Linked DNA regions of Anser cygnoides: region 1 is linked to region 2. A link is a contact called in public Hi-C data. All regions are on one chromosome and are shown on one strand. The core of a region is the stretch at or near the end of the contact, and the rest is flanking DNA. Distances in the headings are between cores, read along the strand shown.

Region 1 (6,952 bases), core at 2,482-4,981, 160 kb before region 2:
GCCCTCATGTCATGCCCTCAGGTCAGGGTGCTGGGGGAAGAGGAGAAGCCGTTGGGTGCATCTCCTGCTGCTGCAGCCCGGTGGACGCTGCTGCACAACAGCCCAGCCCTGGGCGCACGCTCCCATCCCTCTGCACGCTGTGCCGCACTCATCCCTGCCCCTGGTGCCCCCCCAGGTCAGGCCCCCTGTCTCCTGCCGCACTGGGGGGGGGAGGTTATAGGGAAGCCAAAGGACAGTGACACGCACTTAGAGGAAACCCCGAGCTGAACCTGACCTCTCTGCACTGTGAAAACCCCCAAATCCCCTGTCCCCTCTACCCCGCCTTGCATCACTGCCCCTTATAACCCCTTAAAGTCCCTTCCAGCCCCCTCAGGTCCCTTCCAGCCCCTTCAGGTCCCTTCCAGCCCCCTGTCCCCTCCAGCCCCCCCGCCGTCCCGCTGCCCCCCCGCTCCCCCGTCCGTACCGGCCGCTCAGGAGGAGCAGCGCCCGGCGGGGCAGCGCTGCGAGCCGGGCGGCGGTGGCCATGCGTCCGGGGGCGCCGGGAGCCGGGAGCCGGGCGGGGCCGGCGGGGCGGGGGGGGCCGGGCCGGGCCGGGCCGGGCGGCGGCGGGGGCGGGGGCGGCGCGCACCGGGATCCGCCTCGGCCCCGGCCGGGCCTGGCCCCGGGGGGCTGCGAGAGGGGCTGGGCCGGGGAAGGGGAAAGGAAAAGGGGAAGAAAGGGGGGGGGGGGGGTCGGCCATCCCCGGCACCCCCCCGGGGGCGTTCCGCAGGCAGCAGCGGGGTGGGATGGGGGGACCCCCATCGTTCCCTCCGGCTCGCCGCCCCCCCCCCCCCCGGCGCTGCCGGCTGCCGGCAGGGGGAGCAGATCGGGGGAAGGCTGGGGGATCCCTCGGGGGGAAGGCTGCGGGGCCCAGGGTGGGGGGCGTGGGTCCTGGGACGCCCCCATCCCCTGCCCATCGCCCCCCTGCCCTCCCGCAGCCCCGCTCCTTTCTGCTCCCGTCCAGGCTGCCCCCCCCTTTTTTTTTTTGGCTAACCCAGCTGCCACACGCCAGCCCTCGCCCTTCCCGCAGCCCCAAGTAAGCCTTGGGGCTTGACTTCCAGCCTTACCTACTAGGGAATTACCGCAGCTACACCTCACCGGGAGGTTTCGGCACTCCCTGGCTGCCTGTACCCCACCACAGCACAACCAGGGCACTGAGGAGCTGGGGAGCTTCTCCAGAGCCGGGCGGGCTCTGGGGGGCCACGCAGCAGCGCTGACACTGGGGGGGGGGACACACACGCATTGTCCCCCGGGGGAAATCACCGGCAGCCTTTCTGGGCACTGCCAGGCACGGTGGCAACGCCTAACTCGTTTCGGTGGAAGGGCTGGGGGATGTGTTTGAAGCCTTGACTGCCATGCAGGCAGGAGCCACGCAGCGCTACCAGCGCGGGGCTGTTTCTCGCTCGGCCACTGACCTGTGGGGTGATCGCCGGCACTCGTTTTGGAGCTCCGCTTCTGGTTCTCCTCCCACGCTCTGCCCGGGTGGACACGAGTTCAGCACGCGGAGTCTTCACGGCATGCTGTGCTGTGCCGAGCGCAAGAGAGCTTGTGAACGAGGGAATCGGTACTGGCCCCAGAATCAGTGTGTCTGAGGCATCAAAGCCATAAAATAAGCTCATAACACAGCCCTGTAGTGAAATGCTGACTGCAACCACATCTCCCCTTCTGGATAGTTGGTTTTAGAAGCAGACTTTGGATTTTCCCTGATGTGCTTGTTTGGTGGTAGCAGTGACAGTGTTTTCTTTGCTTGGAGGAAGGGAAATCTTTGTCTTTGAAACGTGAAAAATTGGCTGTGGCTACGCACAGGAACTGGGCAAAGCAGTGGGAATCTCCTCCAGCCCCCGACCTGCTCCCTTCTCCTTGCTGCTGTTCTTCCACCCTTTCTCTCGCAGAACAGGCAGATATGTCCCTCCCTCAGTACGATTTGTCTGCCTCGTGCAGGTCTGAAGGCTTGTTAGACACACACAAGTAACTCTGTTTGCATGTGTCAGTCCCACTGAAATCAGTCGTGCGTTTCTGCGTTTCTGGAGATGATGTAAGGCCATATGACATCCATGGCCAGAAGTCATCTTCACTGCTGCAGCAAAGCCCAGTGCAATTATCCGTACCTGTACTGCAGGAGCATCAATGTTGTGCTCGGTGTTGTATAACCAGAGAGGGAAAAAAAAGCCTGTGATCTGAAATTCCCTCACCTTAAAAACAAACAGAAAGAAAGCTGAGTTTCAGGCTGACCTTTCTTTCCACGTTCGGATCACTAGGCTAAAGAGTGAAGCCCGGTTAGGTATTAAACAAAGAATTATACAGGAGTTAACGTGACCTTCACGTCTGGGTATGTTTGTTTGGGATGGTCAAGGCCTGAGACTTTGAGATGGCAGCCTGACAAGTAACACTTCACGCACACCGAGTGATCTATCATTTCTCTCTAATGAAGATTCAAAAATCTGCCTTGAAGTTAACCACGGGTAGGTGGCGCACACTCCAGGCGTTCCAGTCTCCGCAGCACTGCACACATGAAGGCATTTTCTACACATGCACAAGGTTTCACCCAGGCCCCCTCTGAGCCTCCACGTGGAGGACTCCGCGTGCCTCTGCCAGGATGGCCGGGGTGCCCGTCAGAGGGCAGCAGGGGCCGTGCTGCTGCACGAGACCCCACAGGAGCCCACCCTAGCTCTGGGTAACTCGGGTCACCTCCCTTGGTGTCCATGTCGGGAGACCTGGCGATGCACGACTTTCCCCCCTGTCCCTGGCACAGATCTGGCCCTTCCTTGCCCTCTGAAACTCGCTGAGAAAGGCTGAGGCACAGGGGAGGTGCTTGCGTAACCGGACCTCGCTTTTCTCACACGAGGGCTCTGTAATGTCAGCTTGCCACCGGGAGGTGCGATAACCTGCTTTGTGAACCTACAGAACCTCCTGGGTGGGAGCACGTCAACTTTAGGCAAATTTCATTAGACTTTCTGTGAGACAAATCTGTGTTTGCTGTTTGTGATGCCTTTGCTCAGAGACTCCTGTGATCTCGGTCCCATCTGTGCTGAGGTAAGCAGATCTCAGTGCTGGAAGAGGCCTAGAGGCAACCCAAAGCCTAACCAAGGCACCCGGGGGGCAGAAGTGCTGGAGCAGTTATAAACAACTTTGCAAGAGCATTAACACCGCGATTTGCATAGGGGCAAGCAAAGCCAAGGCTGGTACTCGCTGCAATCCCATTACTGGTAATACCAACTTGGCTCTGTCCCAGGCTCCTTTTTTTGACTTTCCCACCAGTGGGTCAGGCAAGGCAAGAGAGCACTTTGCTCGTGTAGTGCTGGAGCTTTTGGATCGAAGGAGGAGTAATAGCTGCAGAATTCCTCCTTGGAAAGAGGAACACCTTGGTGCAAAAAAAAAAAAGACACAAAAAAAAAACCCCAAGTGTGGCGCTTTGATTATGGACACCACGACGAGAACGAAGCGACGGCACCCAGTGCTGTGAGACAAGGCACAGACCGCTCAGCTTGCCCGCGATCTGCTGCCGAGGATGCTCCGAAGCAGCAGCGGCCGAGTGCCGGCGAGGAGGGGACGCAGGAGCCCTCGGAGCCCCCCGCCGAGCCTCCGAGCAGCCGGGGGGCAGCGGTGCGGCCCCGGGGGGGGAGCCGAGCGCGGCGCTCCGGGCCGGCAGAGGGCGCTGGGGACCCTCCCGGTGCCGCCGGCCCGAGCGAGGACGTGGCCGCGGAAGTGGGTGGCGGGGAGCGGGGAGCGGCGTGGCTCGGCCTGGCCCGGCGGCTCCGCGTCGGCCCGCTCCGCACCGCTCCGCACCGCGCTGCCCCCGCCGCTCCGCGCCGCCCCGCGGCCCCGCGCCTCCCGCAGCGCCGCCCGCGGCGGGGCCATGGCGCGGGGCGGCGGCAAGGCGGGGAGCCTGAAGGACAAGCTCGACGGCAACGAGCTGGACCTGAGCCTGTGCGATCTGAGCGAGGTGCCCGTCAGGGAGCTGGTGAGCGGCTGGCGGCGGGGAGGTGCCGGGCGGTGCCCCCCCGGGGGTTCGGGGAGAGCTGCGCACCGCGGCCGGGGGTGTCCGAGCCGGCCTGCGGGTTGATAACGTGGCCGAGAGGAGGGCTCGCAGGTCCTGGCGGGCAGAGAGGCTGCGTGGCTGTGAGCACGGGAATTCTGCCTTCCGGCTCTAAAGCCAGGATGCTGAGTCCGGACCCCGTCAGGAACAGCCCTGAGGAGGAACCCGCGGGCTGGGTGGAAGAAAAGTAGCACGTGCAGTCCCGGTTTGTATCTACCTGGGGGCCCAAGCACTTTGTTTCTCTTTCAGGCTGCGCTCCCGAAGGCAACGATATTGGATTTGTCCTGTAACAACCTCATCTCCTTGCCGGTAAGATGCTGGAGGGGGCCTCTGTGAAGATAAGGAGGGTCTGCTAGGAAATATTTAGGAGAGATAAATAGTGCTCCAGCAGAGCAGGGAGGCTCGGAAATGGCCCTTTACTCCTTGTGGGGTGGCTGAATGGCACTGCTGCCGATTAAGGGTCGGTACGGGTGGGTAGCTCTTACTGAGACACGTAGCACCTAACGAGGGAGGTCAAACTGAACAACGGTTGCAGCATCTTCCCGCCAAAGGATCCCAACGTGAACACAGACCGGTTTCCTTGCCAGTGGAAATTCGGTTTTCGGTTGTCCTGCTGCACACCACCACGTTTGGTTTGTCTGTCCTGTCTGTCCCACTGGCACCTACCTCTCTCTTCCGAGAGATTTTCCTCCAGCTGCAGTCCTGGGCTAAGTTCAGGATTTGTGCCTTACGTAAGGTGCAGGCTACCTCAGCGCATTCCCTGCTAAGGTTCCTTCGTTAAGATGCTGACAAGATTTTTCTGCTTTTTGTATCTGGCTTTTAGTCCGACTTCTGTAGTTTGATGCACCTGGTGAAACTGGATCTGAGCAAAAATCGCCTTCAACAGCTGCCTTTGGACTTTGGCCGCCTGGTCAATCTGCAGCATCTGGACCTCCTGAACAACCGTTTAGTCACCCTGCCAGTCAGCTTTGCACAGCTCAAGGTAAAACTGTTTGCTGGGCAGTTACGTAAAGCTTTGGGATGCAAGCCAGGGTCTTGTGATCCTTCTCAAGTTGATTTCCCTGGTAAAGCATCCATCCTGATGACTACCCATTCCAAAATTCAGCTGTCTCTGCACCACAGCTCAGTGGAAATTATCTCACATCTATTGAAAAGACCTCTGCCTGAGCTCACTGCTTGTCTTCCATACCTGTTTCGTTCTTATGAAGCGGCTCTTTGCTTCTGCTTTGGATCTCTTAAATAATTACAGGACCGTTGTGCTGTTTGTGGTCAGCTGCTTGCTGTGTGCTCTTACAGCCTCCCCTTTGTCGTTCCTTCCTGCAGAACCTGAAGTGGCTGGATCTGAAGGACAATCCCCTGGATCCCGTTCTAGCTAAAGTAGCCGGAGACTGCCTGGACGAGAAGCAGTGTAAACAGGCTGCTGTCAGGGTAAGGAACCTGCTTGCTCTTTTATTGTTTTTTCCTCACTTAGCTCTGTCGGTGCATGGCTTTTCCTCTTTTTGCTTAGCAAGCTGGGCAGCTGCTGCTGCAGCACTCTGAAATTTCTTCAGCCAGTGAGGTGCTGGTTCACTGCACTGACTTCACTGCTTCCGTGCCTAGAGAGGGAAAACACCAGGCTGAGCAGGACTCTCTTCCATCGCCAAGGAAGCAAAGGGACACTCAGAGAAAATAATCTGTGTGTAGGCTTGTACTCCAGTGTACAAAAATCTTTGGAGAAGTTCTGGCAAACTATAGGGTCATGTAAATAGTTATTGCTGGGAGCTGTGGAGCAAGAAGAGGTAAAAATCTGTGCCTGTGCCACTGCCTTGTCGTGCTGTTCCTTGCAGGAATTCAGTTTGCTGAAACCAAAATCGTTCTGTGATCCTCTGTATCAGCTAGCATCATTTGCCACGTTTGCTCTTCTGACACCCAGACCTGCTTCTTAACTGCAGAGGTTCATGCAGGAAGGTCTGAGCTCTCTTCAGAGCTGTACCTGCAGGGCTAAGGCAGCTGTGTGCAAACTCAGGGCTTGGTTAGACCCAGCCGACTGTCCTCAGCTACGCTCCAACGGTTCTGTTTTGAACTGGCTACGCAATGAGCCTTCTGCAGAGCTCTCAGGTTGTTTTCTTGGGCCTTGAAGGTACTGCAGCATATGAAAGTGATCCAGTCTGAGCAGGACCAAGAAAGACAACGGAAGCTCCAAGCAGAGCGAGGTAAGCACTAAGTTCTCACACACACATTGCTGAGTTCTGTTCCCAATCTTTAACATGCCCATATATATTGATTGCCAGCTAGCAACTATTTGGAACTGTCAGAATTTTGTGTTTGTGACTACCAGGGAGTCCTAGGGTAGGAGGGCCAGAGGGAGAAAGATAGTCTGGGATCACTGTGCTATTTGTTGTCTCAACAACAGAATCTTAGAATGGTTTGGGTTGAAAGGGACCTCAAAAATCCATGGGCAGGGACAACTTCCACTGGACCAGGCTGCTCAAAGCCCCATCCAGCGTGGCCTTGAACACGCCCAGGAGTGGGACATGTTAGGTCCCCAGCTGGAACGTTCTATGGGTTGCACATAAAGTATATGAAAGAAGAGCACAGGATTTATTTTAAGGGAAGCCTAAATTTGAGGTAGCAAGATGGAAGATATGTAATAAAAAACAGCAACAAAAACAAGCAACAAAACAAAAGTCCACCACAGGGGTTATTTAATTTCACAGAATCAAAGAATGGCTAAGGGTGTAAGGGTGCAGTCCCCATGCTACAGCAGGTTGCCCAGGATTGTGTGCAGGGATTTGCTTCCTCGTTCCAACTGGGAACAGATAAGCAGATAATAAAGAAGAAGGCAATAACAACTCTTTAAATTAAAGGAAAAAACTTCCTATTAATCCCCAGAAATGG
Region 2 (6,685 bases), core at 1,200-3,699:
GGAGGGACACACATCGCACCACACGAGGCCCCGTCACGTACAGGGCAGTGCCGTACCTGCTCCTGCCAGCTCAGACCACACGGCGCGGCGCAGGATATGACCCCAGCCATCATCACCTACCTCTTGTGGAGGCTCTGTCCTGTCACCCACCCCACAGCCCCTCTGCCACGCTGACCGGGGGACTAAACAGGGTCCTGGGGGGGTCCCCTGTGCTGACACTGAGCTCAGCACCCTCGGTGCTGGTCACCCACTGGGCTGAGAGCCACTGTGCTGGGTGACCCCAGGGTGGGGCCGGAGCTTCAGACAGATGTTTTGTTGCAAGGGCTCTGTTATCTTGTATTTGGAGCCAGCCTCTTCCCAGAGATTAGGCAGCCCTGAAATTTGTCCCTGAGGCTTAGCGACGGCTATTTTCCAGCACGGAGCAGAGACAATGCGGCACGGTTTAACGGCAGGGTTAAGCTGTCTCTGGTCAGACCTCATTCAGTCGGTGCTTCGGTCTCGTTTCCCACCAGAGACTAGCCACAGCACCAACACCTGCGGCCACGGCCACCGGGACACAAAGCACCCTTGTGCCCCAGGGGGACGGGGAGGAGCCAGGGAAGCAGGTAGTGGGTCGCTGCTGTTTATTTGATTCCAGAAAAATCACTCAGTCTTAGCTCGCAGCAACCTCTCCACCCCCTGCTCCAGCCCAGATAACCCAGGGACATCACCCCAGCCCTACAGTGGAAGGGGTCAGGATGACTGTGTAGGACCAGCGCTGTTCCAAGCAGCCCCCCAGTGACACCACACCTGGCCGGAGCAGGGACAGAAGCCCCCAAACCATTCCCCAGACCCCTGGAAGTGCCGAGAGGCCTCGCTCAGTGGGCAGGCCCCAGCCCAGCAGCACCCTGTGCCCCCAGCCCACACCCTGGTACCTTGAGGAGGTGCTGAGCCGTGTAGAACCCTGCGGGGCCGCTGCCCACCACGCACACCCGGGGGGCCGGGGCACGCGAGGACAGCCACCGGCGGGCACCTGGAGGGGCAAAGGACCGAGGAGACATGATGGTGGGATCCTGTGTGAGCTGCTAGCCCCTCTGAGACACCCTAAACCCCCCCACCAGCTCCCCCCGAGTCCCCCAGCACCCCCGAAGATCCCCCACCAGCCCCTCTGAGCCCCCCAGCACCCTCCTGAGCCCCCTCAGCACCCCATTGAGCCCTTCAGCACCCTTCTGAGCCCCCCTAGCACCCTGCTGAGCCCCCTCCAGCACCCCTCTGAGCCCCCCCAGCACCCCATCGAGCCCCTCAGCACCCCCCTAAGCCCCACCAACACCCCCCGAGCCCCTCATCACCCCCCCACCAACCCCCCCGAGCCCCCCAGCACCCCCATGAGCCCCCCGTCACCCCCCACCAACCCCCCCGAGCCCCCCAGCACCCCCATGAGCCCCCCCGTCACCCCCCACCAACCCCCCCGAGCCCCCCAGCACCCCCATGAGCCCCCCCCCAGCACCCCTCGGCCCCCCCCAGCACCCACCGAGGCGTGCAGCTCCCCCCACCCCAGCCATGGCCTCCCCGGGGGGCGGCAGGACGCCGCGGGGCGCTCCCCCCAGATATACCCGGCCGCCCCCGGCCCCCCCCCGGCCGTCCCCCCCCCCGGTGCCAGCGGGCGGAGCTCCCTCCCGCCCGGGGCCGGCCCCGCGGCTGCCGCCCAGCACCGAGCACCGCACCGGGACCCCCGGACCCAATGCGGGCAGGGGGGGGACGGGGCCCTGCTGTAAGACCCCAGGGATGCTCAGCACCGGGACTGGGATCGGGGACCGGGATTGGGATCAGGATTGGGATTGGGGACCAGGACCGGGACCGGGAGCGGGGACCGGGAGCGGGGATCGGGACCTGGATCGGGATTAGGACCGGGATCGGGGACCTGGATCGGGGACCGGGACCAGGATCGAGACCGGGATCGGGATTGGGACCGGGATCGGGAAGCGGGACCGGGATCGGGGACTGGGGACCGGGACCGGGATTGGGACGGGGATCGGGAACCGGGATCGGGGACCTGGACCGGGATCGAGACCAGAATCGGGACCGGGATCGGGGACCGGGACCTGGATCGCGACGGGGACCGGGATCGAGACCAGGATCGGGATTGGGGACCGGGATCGGGGACCGGGATCGGGGACCGGGATCGGGAACCGGGACCGGGATCGGGGACCGGGATCGGGATCAGGGACCGGGACCGGGATCAGGGACCGGGAACTCGATCGGGGACCGGGACCTGGATCGCGGACTCGAATCGGGATCGGGACCGGGATCGCCCCTCCCGACCCCCGCCGCTCCCCCCCGCCCCGTCCCCCCCCCGTGCCCCCCCCTCACCGGCCCCGCCGCCCCTCCAGCACGCTCCGCCCGGCCCCATCCCGGCCGCCGCCACCGCCCCTCCTCCCCGCCGCCCAATCAGGAGGCAGAACGGCCCCTCTATTTGCATAACCCCGCCCCCGCGGCCACCCGGAGCAGGAAGCGGGCAGCACCATAGAGAGGCAGGGAGGGAAGGGCCGCGTCGGGGCCGCGCTAGCCAGCGCCCTCTATGGGTGAGTCCTCCACGGTACCCAGGGGAGGTGAGCCCATCAGTGCCTGGGCTTTAATTGCGCTGGGTTAATTAATGCACAGAGTGGTTTATTGTAAAGGGCTCCTGGGGAAAGCGAGCCCAGAGAATGGTCCTTAAGCCATCCTCACGTGCTGCAGCAAGCCGGGAACAACCCGCAGCATCCCCCAGGGGTGGTGAAGGGGCCGGTGCTGGAGGCTCCCAGCTCCGGTCTCTGTGAGGGGCCCTGTTTTGTCCCTGTTTTATTTGTTTTTAAGTCCCTGTTATTGCATTTCATCCCCCATTACTGCACGTCAGATCTCACACAGGGCACAGCGATGGGCTCCGGGGGCACAGCGGCTGGGCAGAGGCAGAACGGGTGCCGGGGGTCAGGCAGGCACCGACGGGGCTTCTCTAAAACCAGTTTGGACTGAGGGGAGCTTACAGCCCGAATCTGCTTTTAATAAGTGTGGTAAAACCCCCACATGTCTTCTCTCACATGCTCCAGACTCGGTTCCTGGCCATCTGCTTGGGGCGAGGAGCGGCGTTTCCAGCAGCTTTAAGGCCCGTGTTTGCACTCCCAAGCCCCAGAATTAGTGCAACACAGCCCCCAGTGCACTGCCCAGAGAGACAGGGCTGGTGGTGTAATCCCAATATCAGCATTATAACGTCACCCGTAGCAAGGGGAATCACTCAAGGCAGAAATCCGGGGGGTTCTGAGCACAGGTCCCCAGAAATCTCCCTTTTAGGCAGAAGCAATGAGTTTGTTTCACTGACCTCTGCCAAAGCTGCCACCTCTGACAGCAAATAAAGGCATATTTAAAGGTGTATTTCCCAAACAAGTCACCTCCCGCTGGCTGAAGACCCTCAGTGTTTGCCACTAGATGACACTGCATTAAACAAGATCCCCCCAAACCCCCTGTGCACAGGGCTGGTGATCCCAGAAATGCTTAAAAACATTTTGGTACACATCTCTTTGCATCAGGGGAGGAGAATGAGCATTTTCTGCCCACCCTGCTCCCTAACAGGGGGGGGGCAAAAAGCTGAAGGTCCGCTTGATGCCAAAATGACCCAATCTGGACCAAAAGCACCACTTGTAGGAACTCACCCTGAGTTATTTTGGCACACGCAGCAGAGCCTGGCTCTGCCCCCCTGAGCCCTGCCACCCCCAGAGCCTCCCTCCCGCAGACATCACAAAATGCATGCTCTGGGATTTTTGCCCTTTGGATGTTTCACAATGTTCTGGATCAATAAAACCGCACAGGAGAGGACACGGTGACCCCAGCACCAGCATAGGGGCTGCTCCACGGTGCCAGCATCCCCCGGGAAATCCTATCTGTGCCCCACAGAAGCGAATCCAGGGACAGGTTAGTGAAACCCAGGGTTGGTGCCACCTCTTGTGCTGGTCCCAGTTTGACCAGTTGCCTTCTCTGCTTCACTCACCCCCATCCCCCATTGGGATGAACTTTGTTATTGGGCTTGCAGGGTCGAGATAACAAAACCGCCTGGGGAAAGGCAGTGCCAGCATCCTCCCCCCTGGCAGCGGCCCAGCAGGATGAGTCCAGCCCCGGCTGAATGGGAACATCTCCCAGGCTCGTGCAGGCTGGAAATCTGCCTGTCATCCTCCTGCTGAGCCCTGAAAAAGGCCTGGCAGGAACCGCGGCTGCCGTTGGGGTCCCCCCCAGCACCCCCAATACAGACACCCCTGTGTGAGGCAGGACCCCCACAGGATTTGCTCCAGAAAAAAAAAAAATAAAATAAAGAAGATCCACAGCAAGAGGCTGAGGCTGATTTGTCAAATTCTTGTTCCTGGAGGCACTGCTCGCCCCCCAGGTCGGGTAAAGCACAGCAGCAGTGACAGCCCCTCCGGGGGTCAGCAGAGCCCCCCCCACATCCTCAGCATCTCCCCACAGCCCCCAGGTGTAGGAAGGGTGCCCAGGGGACACGTCCCTGCCCGGGGCCCACAGCCAGCAGGGGGCTTGGCTTTGCTCTCCCAGGCGTGAACACAGAGCGGGTGAAGCTAAACCCTGGTTGTGAGTGGCTCTGGGGGGCCAGGACCCCCTTCGGGACCTCAGGACCCCCTTCAGGACCCTGGCGTTGGCATGGCTCAGCCCTTTTCCTGGTGCAGCTACCCAAAAGCAAGCCCTCAGGGAGAGGCATTCCCCACACGACTGCTCAGGGGACCCCCGCCGGCAGCCCCCCCGCCTCACTGGATGCCCACCAGCTCCGTTATGGGGGGCGCGTGGACCATCAGCTCCTCGTACCGCCGCAGGAAGAGCCGCAGCCTGGCGCAGTAGGTGTCCTCGTTGTAGGGCAGCTGCTTCTCCCTCAGGTACCGGGACACAACAGGTTTGATCTGCAGGGGCAGGGACACAGTCACCCCATGCAGCAGGGCTGACGTTTGCAGGTTTCCAGCCTGGCTCCCTGACCACGAGACCCCACTCGTCCCCAAACAGGGCTGGAGAGGCACAAGCCACCACCCTGCTGTGAAAATTAAAAGGAAGGCAGCATCCAGCTGCAGCAATGAGGGGAATTCCCCTGGCCAAACGCCTCGGTAGGGTTAGGACAGATGTCCTAATGAGGCTTTTAATGAGGGCTGGCCCCACACACTCCCCATGTGTCCCCACAGTTATCCCCACGTGGTGTGGTTGGTCCTACCCGCCCCATCAGCACAACCCTTGTGCCAGCGCTCCCTCCTCACAATTATTCCATTTCTATCCAAAATTAAGGTCAAAAAATGTGTTTAAATGGATGGAGATCCCTGCTGGGGCAGCGCTCACACCCCACTTTTAAAACGCATCCCCCATGCCTCGGAGCAACAGGGACAGGATCAACAGGATCAGAGCCTGCCGTGGACTCTTGGTGAGGCTAATTACAACCTTGGCAGCACCCGGGATGTGTCCCAAGAGAAGAGGTAGGAGCACCCGGAGCACCAGGAGGGTGCTGGAGGCCGGAGGAGGCTCGTGGCCAGCTCACCTTGAGGCACATGTTGTCGGACAGGCCGGGGAAGAGGTGGTGCTCCACGTGGCAGCTGATGAGCGAGTGGCCGAAGGCCCAGTCGAGCAGGGCATTACGGGGCAGGTTGAGCACGCCCAGGCTCATCTGGTGGATGCGCTTGGGCTTCCGATCGGCCGCGAACATGGGGAGGCCGATGTGCTGCAAGAGAGGTGGGGTGGGTCTCGTGCCCCCCCCCCCCCCCCCCGGGGAATGCGGTGGCTCCGGCTGCACTGAGCTGAGGGTCGGCTGCCAACCCAAGTGCTGGGTCTGTCCCCAGGGTTGCTCTTCTCCAAGAGCAAAAACCACACACAGAGCCACTGAGGAGCCCCCTGGGGTGTCCCCCCACCCCCAAAAACCGACCCTTAAAGCCAGCCACCTGGAGGAACTGCACCACCCGGGCTGCATTCCCAAATGCAATCGCACCAACCCCCCAAACCCATAGGTCACCGTGGAGGACATCACGCAGCCCTTCCTCCCCGACTTTCTCCCAGCCACATCCCTCTTACAACATCGGCACGAGGGAGATTGCAGCCAATGTTGCTCGCCTTTAGCTGGCGCAAGAAGAGAGGCCAGGGCCGGGAGGTGGCTCCGGCACCATCGGGACATCTCGGGGCTTCGGGTTTGTACCTGGAATATGTTGACGTGGATGTAGGGGTGAGCCAGGAGGGAGCGGGTGAGCAGCATGCAGAGCAGGGCCGACCACGGCGACTGGAAGCCCGAGGCGTGGAGCAGCAGCCAGTAGTGGCAGTACAGACCCAAGGACATGCAGCACACGGTGCGCAGAGCCACCTTCAGCCCCACGTTCCTCAGCAAACCTGCGCCGGGAAGAAGAGGCAGCACGTGATCGTAGCCCATCCCCTCTCCATTTCCCCTTCCTCTCCAAAATCCCCACAGAACTGCTCATTTTTGGGGTCGGGGATGCCCCCAGGGCAGGACCCCAGCAGTGGGGCAGGGGCTGGGACATCACGGAGGGGTTGGATGCACCCTCATTTCCTGTAACCTACCGAGTCACTGTCTGTACTTCTGGCATTGCCCTGAGCTGTGCGTTCAGCCCGAGGGCTGTGCTCCCAAAGCCTGCCAACATTTTCCTGGGCTCTTCTCCCTCGGCCATCCCTTGGCACTACCATTTCTTCC

Evidence for each region. Hi-C and Micro-C count contacts between places; a contact is called where the count stands out from the background.
Region 1: a Hi-C map of liver shows a contact between it and region 2, with 8 times the contacts expected there. The contact joins the promoter of LRRC59 here to the promoter of FDXR in region 2. A contact is called at or near these places in 2 of 7 Hi-C or Micro-C datasets (both in liver).

Annotation. Positions count from the first base shown.
Region 1 is chr19:6,310,250-6,317,201 of Taihu_goose_T2T_genome, reverse strand. It overlaps LRRC59 (leucine rich repeat containing 59), which reads left to right and starts at 3,731. Exons shown (of 7, transcript XM_048064170.2): 1 at 3,731-4,000; 2 at 4,325-4,384; 3 at 4,899-5,057; 4 at 5,399-5,503; 5 at 6,195-6,267; 6 at 6,947-6,952. The coding sequence starts at 3,896. It overlaps ACSF2 (acyl-CoA synthetase family member 2), which reads right to left and starts at 597. Exons shown (of 13, transcript XM_066980257.1): 1 at 464-597. The coding sequence starts at 525.
Region 2 is chr19:6,146,816-6,153,500 of Taihu_goose_T2T_genome, reverse strand. FDXR (ferredoxin reductase) reads right to left here and starts at 2,449. Exons shown (of 11, transcript XM_048064212.2): 1 at 2,350-2,449; 2 at 915-1,012. The coding sequence starts at 2,389. LOC125182818 (a long non-coding RNA gene) reads left to right here and starts at 1,644. Exons shown (of 2, transcript XR_010825843.1): 1 at 1,644-1,750; 2 at 3,063-4,331. It overlaps FADS6 (fatty acid desaturase 6), which reads right to left. Exons shown (of 6, transcript XM_066980077.1): 4 at 6,179-6,366; 5 at 5,531-5,710; 6 at 4,337-4,910. The coding sequence ends at 4,761.